2 separate regions of the Macaca mulatta genome follow, and region 1 is linked to region 2. A link is a contact called in public Hi-C data. All regions are on one chromosome and are shown on one strand. The core of a region is the stretch at or near the end of the contact, and the rest is flanking DNA. Distances in the headings are between cores, read along the strand shown. Region 1 holds the start of P2RX3 (purinergic receptor P2X 3). Region 2 holds the start of YPEL4 (yippee like 4).

Region 1 (6,296 bases), core at 2,926-5,425, 320 kb before region 2:
CTGGTTATGGGTCATCTGATTTTATAAACTTTGTATAGGTATTACTTTAATGAAAGTGGAAATTAAAATCAAATAAAGCCTTTAACTCAAGCAGTTCAAAATGGAAACCCACACTTTAAGACATCAAGCTAGCCAGGCGCAATGGCTCATGCCTGTAATCTCAACGCTTTGGGAGGCCAAGGTGGGCGATCCCTTGAGTCTGAGAGCTCAAGACCAGACTGGGTAACGTGGCGAAACCCCATTTCTACCAAAAATTATGAAAAATCAGCTGGGCATGGTGGCATGTGCCTGTGGTACCAGATATTCAGGAGGCTGAGGTGGAAGGATTACTTGAACCCACGAGGCAGAGGCTGCAGTGAGCGGAGATTGCGCCACTGCACTCCAGCCTGGGTGACAGAGCGAGGCCCTGTCTCAAAAAAAAAAAAAAAAAACACAAAAAGACATCAAGCTAAGATCCTGAACCTTGATAAAAGTCACAGGTAGAAACTAGTATCTAAATCAAGACAGAAGAAAATCTTCTGGAGTCAAGGCACACAGAAATTCACAAGACTTCAACACTCAAAGCCGAACACTGATTGCCTCATGGCCTCACAGTCCTGCTCTAAGGAGCCCAAACTAGCAATCACAGGGTTACATGAGGAAGGAACCTCGAGTCTCTAGAAGATTAAAACAAGATGATGCAGTAAAAAGGGGGTTTATAGCTATGGGACAGCTCACCGATTCTCGGAAGCCATCATACTTGTAGACATGGCCATTCTTTGTAAGCAGTTTAAGTCCATGGCCCAGAGCAACACGGCGCCAGATGCCTTCTGTTAACTCCCCAGCCTGGATGTTGTCCACTTTCCCCGTCTTGCTGTTCTTGAAGATGATGCCCTGGCGGCTCAACCTCAGTCGACCATCATTCTGTAAGAAAAGCAGGCCCAGATGCATGGGGACAGTACACAGCATGTCCTGGGTCCAGTTCTACCCAACACACTTTCCAGCTGCGAGTGGGCTGGGCAGACTGTCAATGCAGGAGCAACAGCTGAGGTGCAAGGAGTCTAGATTCCACACCAGGCTCTGGTATTTAGAATCCTTAACAGATTCTCAGTTTCCTCATTTGTAAAACAGGAATTGGGAACTGAAGAGCATATACGGTCCCTATAACTCTGAGACTATCTCTCAGTATTGCCTCGTGTTGGGGGAGACACTAGGTACACGTTATACTGAGTCTTCTTTTTCCAAAATAACATTACCAAAGCAAGCTCTCGTTAATGGACAAAAACTCTACCCTCCTTCCTTCTCTCTACTTGTATCAACTGCCCAAGCCATTCTCACCATGGAGCCTTTCACCTCCTGATAGATGTCGTTGAACTCCAGTGTCTCTGCCATGTCGACCCCTGCCTGTGGTGGCCTGGGCAGAGCCCCAGGCTGCACAAGGGAAACCGAGTAAACTGGGGGCTGGGCCCCAACTCCTGAGTGGGTGGGCGGATGCTCAGCAGGTTGGGAATCTAAATTCAAGAGGAAGACAGATAAGCATGAAAGACAGCACCTCGCTGTGCTCACGGATGGAGCACAGCAGCAACTCCCAACTGCGCCTGGGATGTCTCAGGATTTCCTCTGCCTGGAAACCTACAGACGGACGCTGCAGCGCTCGAGGGTCCAGGCCTAAGCCCAGGTGGAGAACCGGGCCTGGAATACCGCTGACACCCAACCCGATGCCCGCTCTAGCCGCTCTGGCGGGAGCCATGGCAACGAGCAGCGGAACCCCAGGGTCAGCCCGGAGCCCGCACCTCGCACGCGCCCCAATCCAGCTCAGAGTGCAGGGTTTCCCTCGCAGCGCTCCCACCACCCCGCGGGCCTCCGGTTCACCCCCGCCCCACAGGATGGATTCGCCCGCTCCCCGCGGTTTCGAACGCGGAATGGTCCATGTCGAGCGTCCCTTGGGGGAGGGGCGCCCCTGCCTTCCTGGGACCGGGGGACGACCACCACCTACCTCCTCAGGCTGCAGCCTCGCGAGGGCCCCGGCGCAGGAGGTGGGCGCGCTGGGGGGACGCGGTGGGGCGGGGGATGGGGGGGACACCGGGGAAGCTTTTCCCGCGTGCGCGGCCCCGCGTCCCGCCACCGGAAGCCGTGCACAGGCCACAGAGACGACGAGCTGGCTAGAGAGACGCGAGCCCGGCCCGCCTGCGAGACAGTCGCATAGAGCGTCAGCGACTCTGGAGGACCTGAGGGAAGAGTGGTTGCCGTGAAGTCTCTCTCAGCCGGGTGGAATCTGCCTAGAAAATTTGTGTAGGGCTCTTTAGAAACTACAGACACTTCTTCAGTGGAGACTAGATACTGAAGAGAAATTGTGTAGTTGTATTGTATCAGACTTAGCTTAGTACAGGAATGGGGTGGGGGTGTGTGTTGAAATGATGCGTGCCCGTTTCTCTGCAAAATAGTTTCTGTGTCATGGAGAGGAGTCGATGGAACACGAAGAAAAGTATTTGAACAGTTGTGGGAAGAAACGACCTCTCGCACTGGCTGCGGAGAGAATGCGGGTGTTGGTGTCACCGTGGGTGCACTGCTTTCTGGCTGACCTGTCAAGTTCGCCGTCTACACCCAAAATTTTCACATCCCTAACCGAAATGTATAGGTCCCCCCAAGAGGCTGACAAATGGCCGTATCCAGTTCAAGTCCTGGTATCAGATTCACTTTGGAGCCAGAACTGATTTGAAACCACATCATCCTGGGGTTGCGGAAGCCAGCTCTCCCTCATATAGTCCCAGAGTGCATTTTTGCAACATCAGAGACCAGACCTGGAAAATATATTTTAGTTTTTCTACCCCAACCTCTTTTTACTGATGGGAATACTGAGACCCAAAGGGGAGTGAGTTGCCCAGGGTCTCAGTGCGTTGGCAACAAGGCTAGGACACAGACCTCCTTACCACCACCAGTCCAGTTATCTTCTGTCATAATCACAGTGACTGTATGTTCAGAATGATTGATGATATGTGTCCTACATGAAGACATTAGTACAGAATATGTAAACTCAAGATTTCCCTGACAATCAGTACACCAGCTTGCTAACTCAATCCTGAGGTAAGAGACAACAGGAATGCACCCTTCTCCCCTGAATTCATAGCTTTAACCTCTGAGTAGTGGCTATTCCAGCATTATCTAGCAATATAAATTCAACTGGGTTTAATAGATAGATATTGAGGGCCTATGACTAATTTAGCACACTTCTCGGATTTGAGGAACTTGAACAAGACGAAAACATCCCTGGCTGGGCGCAGTGGCTCACACCTGTAATCCCAGCACTTGGGGAGGCCGAGGTAGGCAGATCACTTGAGGTCAGGAGTTCAAGACCAGCCTGGCCAATGTGGAAGCCCCGTCTCTATTAAAAATACAAAAATTAGCCAGGCATGGTGGCGGGTGCCTATAATCCCAGCTACTTGGGAGGCTGAGGCACAAGAATTGCTTGAACCCAGGAGACAGAGGTTGCAGTGAGCTGAGATCGTGCCACTGCACTCCAGTCTGGGCAACAGAGCGAGTCTCTGCCAAAAAAAGAAAAAGAAAAAGAAAAAAAAAATGGAAGGAAGGAAGAAAAGAAAGAGAAGGAAGGAAGGAAGAAAGAAAGAAAGACCCAGCCCCAACCTTTCGGGAAAACATAATCTAACAAATGATTTTGATAAATAAACTGAAAAAAAAAAAAAAAGAAGTGCTAACTGCTATGCTACAGGTAGAGTGAAACTCATTACCAACTGGAGTTAGAAATATGTGAGTCTTTACTCATCACACCCCAGAAGACCCAGAAAAACTTTCAAGAGACCCTCTCCCCCTGACCCATGCCACTGGGGGCAATTCAGGAAAGGAGGGGACGGCTGCAGAACTGGGTGGAATTTGGCTGGCACTCAGGAATGAAGGCGGTCTTCAGTTCAGGCAGGCTGTTAGGTGACTAGGGGACGGGAAATTGCAAAGGGCTTTAGGGAGAGCGTGAGCAGCTGGTGAGCTGGGATGAGGATGCTGCAGAAGAGAACAGAACAGAAACAGTAGACAGAGTGCAGATAAAACATTAGTCCCAGAGGGCTCCAGCCAGCTACATCCCAGGCAATCAGGAGCCCAGGATTGGAGACCCCACCCCTGCTGTGACATCACAGGGGAGTGGGGTGGAGACGAACAAAAAGGGGGTCCCCCGCCCTGGTCTCTTGGAAGCCAGAGTATCAAGAGAAGAGAGAACCTGACTAGGGTTGCCTGGCTTAAAGGGACAGGCTCCCCAGTCCTCCGACCCCTCTAAGCTGCCCCCTCCAGGTCGTGATCCTGTCTCCCTGTCCTGTGGGACCTCCCTCTCCTGAGGCCACCACTGGGCCCCCTTCTGAGTGTCCCCTGAGCACTCTCTCAGTATGAACTGCATATCCGACTTCTTCACCTATGAGACCACCAAATCGGTGGTTGTGAAGAGCTGGACCATCGGGATCATCAACCGAGTAGTTCAGCTTCTGATCATCTCCTACTTTGTGGGGTGAGTCTGTGGCCCTTCAGGTCCCTGGCGGGGTGGGCTGCCTGGCATCCCATCTTCACCCTCCTGCCTCAGAAACCTGCATCCAGCTTCCTGAGCTCCTCCCCTCCCGGGGAAACACTTTCTTCTGTGGAGCCGAGTCCTAAAGACTGGCCTCTGCCACCCCCACCTAGGACCTGAATTCACCTAGATGAATTCTTTTCCCAGTTCATCCTCCAGCGTTGAGAGTGGTTTCAAGACGCACACTCGGAGGAGTAGGGTCCCTGCCCTGGCACTGCCCTCCACCGAGGGAGGGCTCAGGAGCTCCATCTCCACCCTCCCTGCTCTCATCTCTCCAACCAGAGAACAGGCAGACCCCCTCCCACATCTTCAAATTCCCCTCAGTCAACTCTTCGGGGCCTCAAAAAGACAAGACAGCACAGAAATAGGGAAGGGAAGGTACTGAGACAAGGGGGTGGTGGCAGGTTGGTCAAGTTGGTGGCCGGGAGGGAAAGAGAGAACTGGGCCCATTTCAGAGTGAGGAATTTCCTTCCGGCATGGATGGGTGAGATGGTGAGAGAGAGAAAGGCAAGGGAGAAGCGCTGTGCTCTTGAAGGGGAGGACAAGGAGGGAACTGCCCCTTGATGAGGAAGCAAACACAGGCCCAAGGGAAGAGTGGCCAAGGAGAAAAGGAGCTTTTCTGAACACAGTGCAGCTTCCTCTCCAGGAATCCAGAAATGCTCCCCTTTGTCAAAAAGCCTAAGTTCCCCACCTCTCCCTGACCCGGTGCCATGTAACCCATCCTAGCAGTTGCTTAAGAGCCAGGAAGGTGCAAGCATCCCCTCTCAGCCCCCACCGCCTGGAAGCACACACCTACACACACACACACACACACACACAGGCGCGCGCGCACGCACACACAAAGGGCTCTGGAGCAGACAATGGCTGGGGGAGAATGCAGGTCCTATCCTTCTTGTGGTCATTTCCACGCACTGGTGGGCACCAGGAAATACAGGCAGAAACCTCGAAGGTTTTCTTTCCTGGGGTGTGGGTCTCCAATCTTATGCTGTTCTTTGAGACAATGGGTCTGTGCATTCGAGGCAGCAAGCCACTGACTGTTAGGAGTTAGTTCAAGCGGGTCAAAGGAGAATCCTGTGTGACTGTGGGCTGAAGCTGCATGCAAGCCTGCTTGCCTGAAAAGTTGAAGTTTATGTGAGGGTGTGGAGGGAAAGGTGGCTAGATGTGACTTTTTAGGTGATTGTTTGCTCTGTGTGCTGGGCAAGTGCTGGTAGGCTTCAGTGGGCAGGTATTGTAAAAAGGCTGCACCATCCAGTGCTCCTTTGGGAGATTTTAGAAAAGGGATTCCAGCTTTGGAATAGCATTAAATGGCCATGAAGTTCCCTTCCAATGTTGAGGTTTTGTGAGATACGAGGTTTGCAAATGTTCGCTGTCTGCATCTCCAGAGCTTGGCTCAAAGTTGGTTCTTAAATGTTCTGTGTTCACGTGTATATTCAATGCTGTGGTTGTTTATAGCCACAAGATGGTATGTTGGCCCAGGTGAGTGCAAAAGCTGGCTCAGCACATTCCCCATCTGGCCTGGCTCCATTGGCTCCAGGCAGAGATTGATGGGGGATAGAGAGTGGGCTCCTCGACCAGCCCTCTCAGCCCCCACTGCCCTTGTCTCTCCCTCATCATGATCAGATCGAATCCTCCAGGTCTCAGGGCTGGAGCCCAGCCTGCTGGAGCGAGCATGCGAAGCTCTTTGGCATCTTAATTTCCAACCCCATCCATCTCCCAGCCTGACAGCTCCCCACGAGACACTGCCTTCCAGTTA
Region 2 (5,658 bases), core at 388-2,887:
CACAACGAACAGCAGAAGGAGGACTCATTTTTAACAGCTGTGCTTTGGGGCACAAGGCAGAAAATGTTTCTACCTTCTCCCAGGGGGCAGGGACAAACAGCAGTGACTGTGGGTGACTGAAGATGAAGTAATTGCTGGGTTCTGATTAGGAATAGAGGAAGATTGCCTTCTGCCCACGCGCCAGCTTCCGAGTGGCTGAAGGTGCTGGAGGAGAGGATAAGAAGGGAGGTGGCCCCTGTGGGCTCCGATAAGCAGGTGAGCTGCTGCTTTCTGCTTCATAGAGCTCCCAGCCCGCTGTGGGTGGTTAGCCTAAGTCTGGTTCAGAGATGCCAGCTGGGCACTCTGGCAATGCTAGAGCACTAAGCAGAGGCGAGGCAGTGTTGGCTGCGGTTAGCCAGGGCATACAGACTGTCCTCGTCCTGTCGTCCGCAGTGGCCACAAGCACCCAGCCGTTCCACTCTCTGAAGGCCGCCAGGCAGTCTCTCCACAAAACCTCCATAGAGACTATCTTCAGTTTCAGGTCCTCTCCTCCTGGCTGGGCCCCAGGAAAACACCTTGGGCTGAGTTCAGGGTGACATTGGGCTCCGGCTGCAGGAAATGGGCCCTCCTTGCCAAGAGACCACCTTTCAGTCTCTGCTTCACAGGTCTGCCTTCAACTTTGCCTGCGAGTTCCCCTCTGACATGCACTACCTTGAAACACCTTCAAGGGGCATGGGGAACGGGGCAGCTTGGGTCCCCAATCTTGGGCTCCTTCTCCAGCCTCCAGCCGTCACGCCTCCCTCCCTCTCCCCTAATTCCCAGTCAAGCCAAGGAGAGGCTGCAAGGAAGGCCAGAGAATCACAGAAAGGGGAGTAGGGGTCATTTTTTCACCCATCTCGGATCACAGGGAGAAGCAAGTTGGGCAAATGACTGGAGAAAAAACAAAGGCAAGCCGAGTGCTGGGGAGAGATGTTCCCCTGAAGTGAGATGGGGCTGGACCGTGGGAGGAAGGGGAGAGGGAGGGCTGGCGGGGGCAACTGACAGCTGACAACAGAGGCGCCGAGGCAGAGGCTGGAGGAACCAGGTGCGAATCTCGTGCTTCTTAGGGGGGAAAGAAAGGGAGGGGGACACCTGCTCACAATGGATTTTCTCATCTGCTCTGAGGTTTTGGCATCCCCCGGGCTGGTATTCTCAGTATGGTATGGTCCAAATAATTAGCAGCACTGCCAGCTCCCAGGGCAGGCTTTGGGGGTCTGCACCAGCAGCAAAACAATAAACAGTAATGCCTGATGCTACAGCCAAAGTTGCCGGGAAATAAGTGCGGGAATCGTCAGAGCTTGGAGAGGGATGGAAGAACCGAGAGAGAGGAGCGGAGGCAGCAGGGAGGGGGAAGGGAGGACAAAGGGTGGATGAATAATGTTTTTGCGAAGGGGAGAAAGCAACACGCAGCAGGAGGAGGAAATTTGCAAAGAGAAAAAAAATTCATTTGGAGAAGGGCTGCCCCCTCACCTTGAGGTCTGCTCCAGAGATCTCCGTCTATCTCTCTCTCTCTCTCTCAATCTCTCAATCTCTCTGCTCACTCTTCTCTCTTCTCTTTCCGCTCCTTCAATTGGGAAGGGGATGGGGGTGGGTGGGGGGAGGGTAGTTGGGGACTCAAGACTGGGGCTGCAAAGCTGGCCAGCTGCTGGGGGGGCAGAGGTTGTCTCTCGTTCTGTACCTCGGTCTGTGGGTGAATGTGGCTGTGTGTTGTGGAACTGCATCATAACACTGTGAGTCATCCATCCCCCCACCCCCCCTCACCTCCCACGTCAGAGCAGGGCTGGGAGACACAGGAGGCGGGTCGGAAGGAAGGGAGGGGGCAGGCATCAAAGGATGGGGCTAGAGGAGTGGGGGCCGAGGGACGAGGTGGCGATGGTGGGCAAGGGGAGAGGCAAGTTGTTAAGGAGGAAGGCAGTGTGGCCAAGGAGATAGGAAGAACCTGGGGGAAGACAGGGCTGGGCAAAGATGCAGTGAGGGTGGCAGGGCTAGAGGAAAGGAGGTGGCAAGGCTGGTGAAGGAAGATATGGATGCAGAGTGAGGCAGCACACACACATTTAAGATGATACACTTTCCCATTTCAGCTTGGACACCAGCCCTGAAGCAGGGAAAAGACAGATGTACTAATTGTCATGGATGGCAAACCGTGCCCCAAAACTTGTACCAAGCCTTAAAGCCTCAGTTTAATACTCCTGAAGGAGTCATAGACCCAATATGACATTTTGCATGCAGAAACCTCTTAACAGCTACCTCCAAATTATGTGTGCTTCATGAATGGAGACACCTACATTATATGAAATTTTCTATTGGGCTGTAAACTTCCTGAGACAGGCCTTCTGGGAAATTCCTCTCTACATCCCAGGACCGCAATGCCTAGTACAGACCCATGCATTTAGATGTTTCCAAAATAGCAATTGTTTCCGCGGCATTATGTTCTGCTGGCCTAGAGGTCTTAGTTCCAGAGGGAGGAACGTGGCCACCAAGAGACACAACAATGATTCCATTAAACTGGAATTTAAGATTGCCACCTGTCCACTTTGGGTTCTTCTTACCTTTAAGTCAACTAGCTAAGAAGGGAGTTACAGTGTTGGCTGGGGTGACTGACCCAGACTATCAAGATGAAATCAGTCTACTGCTCCACAATGGAGGTAAGGAAGTATGCATGGAATACAGGAGATCCCATAGGGTGTCTCTTAATATTACCATGCCCTGTGATTAAGGTCAATGGGAAACTACAACAGCCCAATCCAGGCAGGATTACAAACAGCCCAGACCCTTCAGGAATCAAGGTTTGGGTCACTCCACCAGGTTAAAAAAACATAATCTGCTGAGGTGCTAGCTGAAGGCAAACGGAATACAGAATGGGTAGTCAAAGAAAGTAGTCATCAATACAAGCTATGACCACGTGACCAGTTGCAGAAATGAAGACTGTAATTGTCATGAGTATTGCCTCCTCCTTTTGTTAGGAACATGTTTGTGCATATATACACTTGTACTAAGAAAATATCTTGGCCGGGCGCGGTGGCTCAAGCCTGTAATCCCAGCACTTTGGGAGGCCGAGACGGGCGGATCACGAGGTCAGGAGATCGAGACCATCCTGGCTAACACGGTGAAACCCCGTCTCTATTAAGAAATACAAAAAAAACTAGCCGGGCGAGGTGGCGGGCGCCTGTAGTCCCAGCTACTCGGGAGGCTGAGGCCGGAGAATGGCGTGAACCCGGGAGGCGGAGCTTGCAGTGAGCTGAGATCCGGCCACTGCACTCCAGCCTGGGTGACAGAGCGAGACTCCATCTCAAAAAAAAAAAAAAAAAAAAAAAAAAAGAAAATATCTTCATTTTATTTCCTTTCTTTTGCCTTTATCATGTGACATAAGACTTACTGACTTGATATCAGCATTTTTTTTTTTTTTTTTTTTTTTTTTGAGACGGAGTCTCGCTCTGTCGCCCAGGCTGGAGTGCAGTGGCCGGATCTCAGCTCACTGCAAGCTCCGCCTCCCGGGTTCGGGCCATTCTCCTGTCTCAGCCTCCCGAGTAGCTGGGACTACAGGCGCCCGCCACCTCGCCCGGCTAGTTTTTTGTATTTTTTTAGTAGAGACGGGGTTTCACCGTGTTAGCCAGGATGGTCTCGATCTCCTGACCTCGTGATCCGCCCGTCTCGGCCTCCCAAAGTGCTGGGATTACAGGCTTGAGCCACCGCGCCCGGCCGATATCAGCATTTAAGTGTTGTTACCTCTATGTAATAGCATTTGGGTTGGGGATTGGTGTGTTTCCGGTTGTACGAAGGATAGCTGTATTATGTTAAGCGTAATTATGACCTTATTATTGTCTTTATTTGAAGATTATGTATGATTTCAGGAGACGTGTATGGGTTCAAGTTGACAAGGGGTGGACTTGTGATGGTTAATATTGTCAACTTGATTGGATTGAAAGATGCAAAGAATTGTTCCTGGGTGTGTCTGTGAGGGTATTGCCAAAGGTGATTAACATTTGAGTCAATGGACTGGGAAAGGCAGACCCATCCTCAGTCTGGGTGGGCACGATCTAATCAACTGAGCCAGAATAAAAGCAGATCGAAGAATGTGGAAAGACCAGACTGGTTTAGCCTCTGAGCCTACATCTTTCTCCCATGCTGGACACTTCTTGCCCTCGAACATCGAACTCCAAGGTCTTCAACTTTGGGATTCGGACTGGCTTCCTTGCTCCTCAGCTTGCAGACAGCCTACTGTGGGACCGTACCTTGTGATCATGTGAGTCAATATTCTATAATAACTCCGACTTATGTATACATCTATCCCATTAATTCTGTCCCTCTAGAGAACCCTGATTAACAGAGTGGTTGAGTTGCATCTTCAGACATGAACCAAGTGTCTGGCTTTGGCTTCAAAGAGACTGAATTAGAATCTTAGCTGTGCCAATTACTCGGCAGGAGCCACTAGGCAAATTACTGATACTCTTTGTGCCTTAGTCTTACTCTTCTGCTAAATGAAGTTAATAATATTTACCTCATGGAGATGTAAACTAAAGTGATATAACATTTAAATGCCTGAAAAGTGCCTGGCACATGATAGGCAGTAAACCCTAGTGTCATTTCAAAACAGCATTCTCGCTGGGCGCGGTGACTCACACCTGTAATCCCAGCACTTTGGGAGGCTGAGGTGGGCGGATCACAAGGTCAGGAGATCGAGACCATCCTGGCTAACACGGTGAAACCCGTCTCTACTAAAAATACAAAAAATTAGCCGAGCGTGGTGGTGAGTGCCTGTAGTCCCAGCTACTCGGAGGCTGAGGCAGGAGAATGGCGTGAACCCTGGAGGCGGAGCTTGCAGTGAGCTGAGATGGCGCCACTTCCCTCCAACCTGGGCGACAAAGCAAGACTCCGTCTCAAAAAAAACAAAAACAAAAACAAAAACAAAACAGCATTCTTGCCAGGTACAGTAGTTCACGGCTGTAATCCCAGCACTTTGGGAGACTGAGGCAGGAGGATCACTAGGTCAGGAGATCGAGACCATCCTGGCCAACATGGTGAAACCCCTTCCCTAATAAAAATACAAAAATTAGCTGGATGGCCGGGCGCGGTGGCTCAAGCCTGTAATCCCAGCACTTTGGGAGGCCGAGACGGGCGGATCACGAGGTCAGGAGATCGAGACCATCCTGGCTAACACAGTGAAACCCCGTCTCTACTAAAAAATACAAAAAACTAGCCGGGCGAGGTGGCAGGCGCCTGTAGTCCCAGCTACTCGGGAGGCTGAGGCAGGAGAATGGCGTAAACCCGGGAGGCGGAGCTTGCAGTGAGCCGAGATCCGGCCACTGCGCTCCAGCCTGGGCGACAGAGCAAGACACTGTCTCAAAAAAAAAAAAAAAAAAAAAAAAATTAGCTGGACATGGCGGCACGTGCCTGTAATCCCAGCTACTGGAGAGCCTGAGGCAGGAGAACCGCTTGAACAGGAAGTTGGAGGTTGCAGTGAGTTGAGATCGCGCCACTGTGCTCCAAGCCAGCCTGGTGACAGTGAGACTCTGTTTCAAAAACAAAACAAAACAAAAACAAACAAAAAACCCCAGCATTCTTGGCTGGGTGCAGTGGCTCACATCTTGTAATCCCAGCACTTTGGAAGGCCGAGGCGGGCGAATCACCTGAAGTCAGGAG

Evidence for each region. Hi-C and Micro-C count contacts between places; a contact is called where the count stands out from the background.
Region 1: a Hi-C map of fetal cortical plate shows a contact between it and region 2, with 3 times the contacts expected there. The contact joins the promoter of P2RX3 here to the promoter of YPEL4 in region 2. A contact is called at or near these places in 5 of 14 Hi-C or Micro-C datasets (CD4 T cells, blood, fetal cortex germinal zone and 2 more).

The regions. Positions count from the first base shown.
Region 1 is chr14:16,067,303-16,073,598 of T2T-MMU8v2.0, reverse strand. It overlaps P2RX3 (purinergic receptor P2X 3), which reads left to right and starts at 4,175. Exons shown (of 12, transcript XM_001103269.5): 1 at 4,175-4,486. The coding sequence starts at 4,368. It overlaps SSRP1 (structure specific recognition protein 1), which reads right to left and starts at 2,046. Exons shown (of 17, transcript NM_001257891.1): 1 at 1,976-2,046; 2 at 1,318-1,490; 3 at 718-903. The coding sequence starts at 1,371.
Region 2 is chr14:15,744,167-15,749,824 of T2T-MMU8v2.0, reverse strand. It overlaps YPEL4 (yippee like 4), which reads right to left and starts at 1,637. Exons shown (of 5, transcript NM_001261807.1): 1 at 1,489-1,637.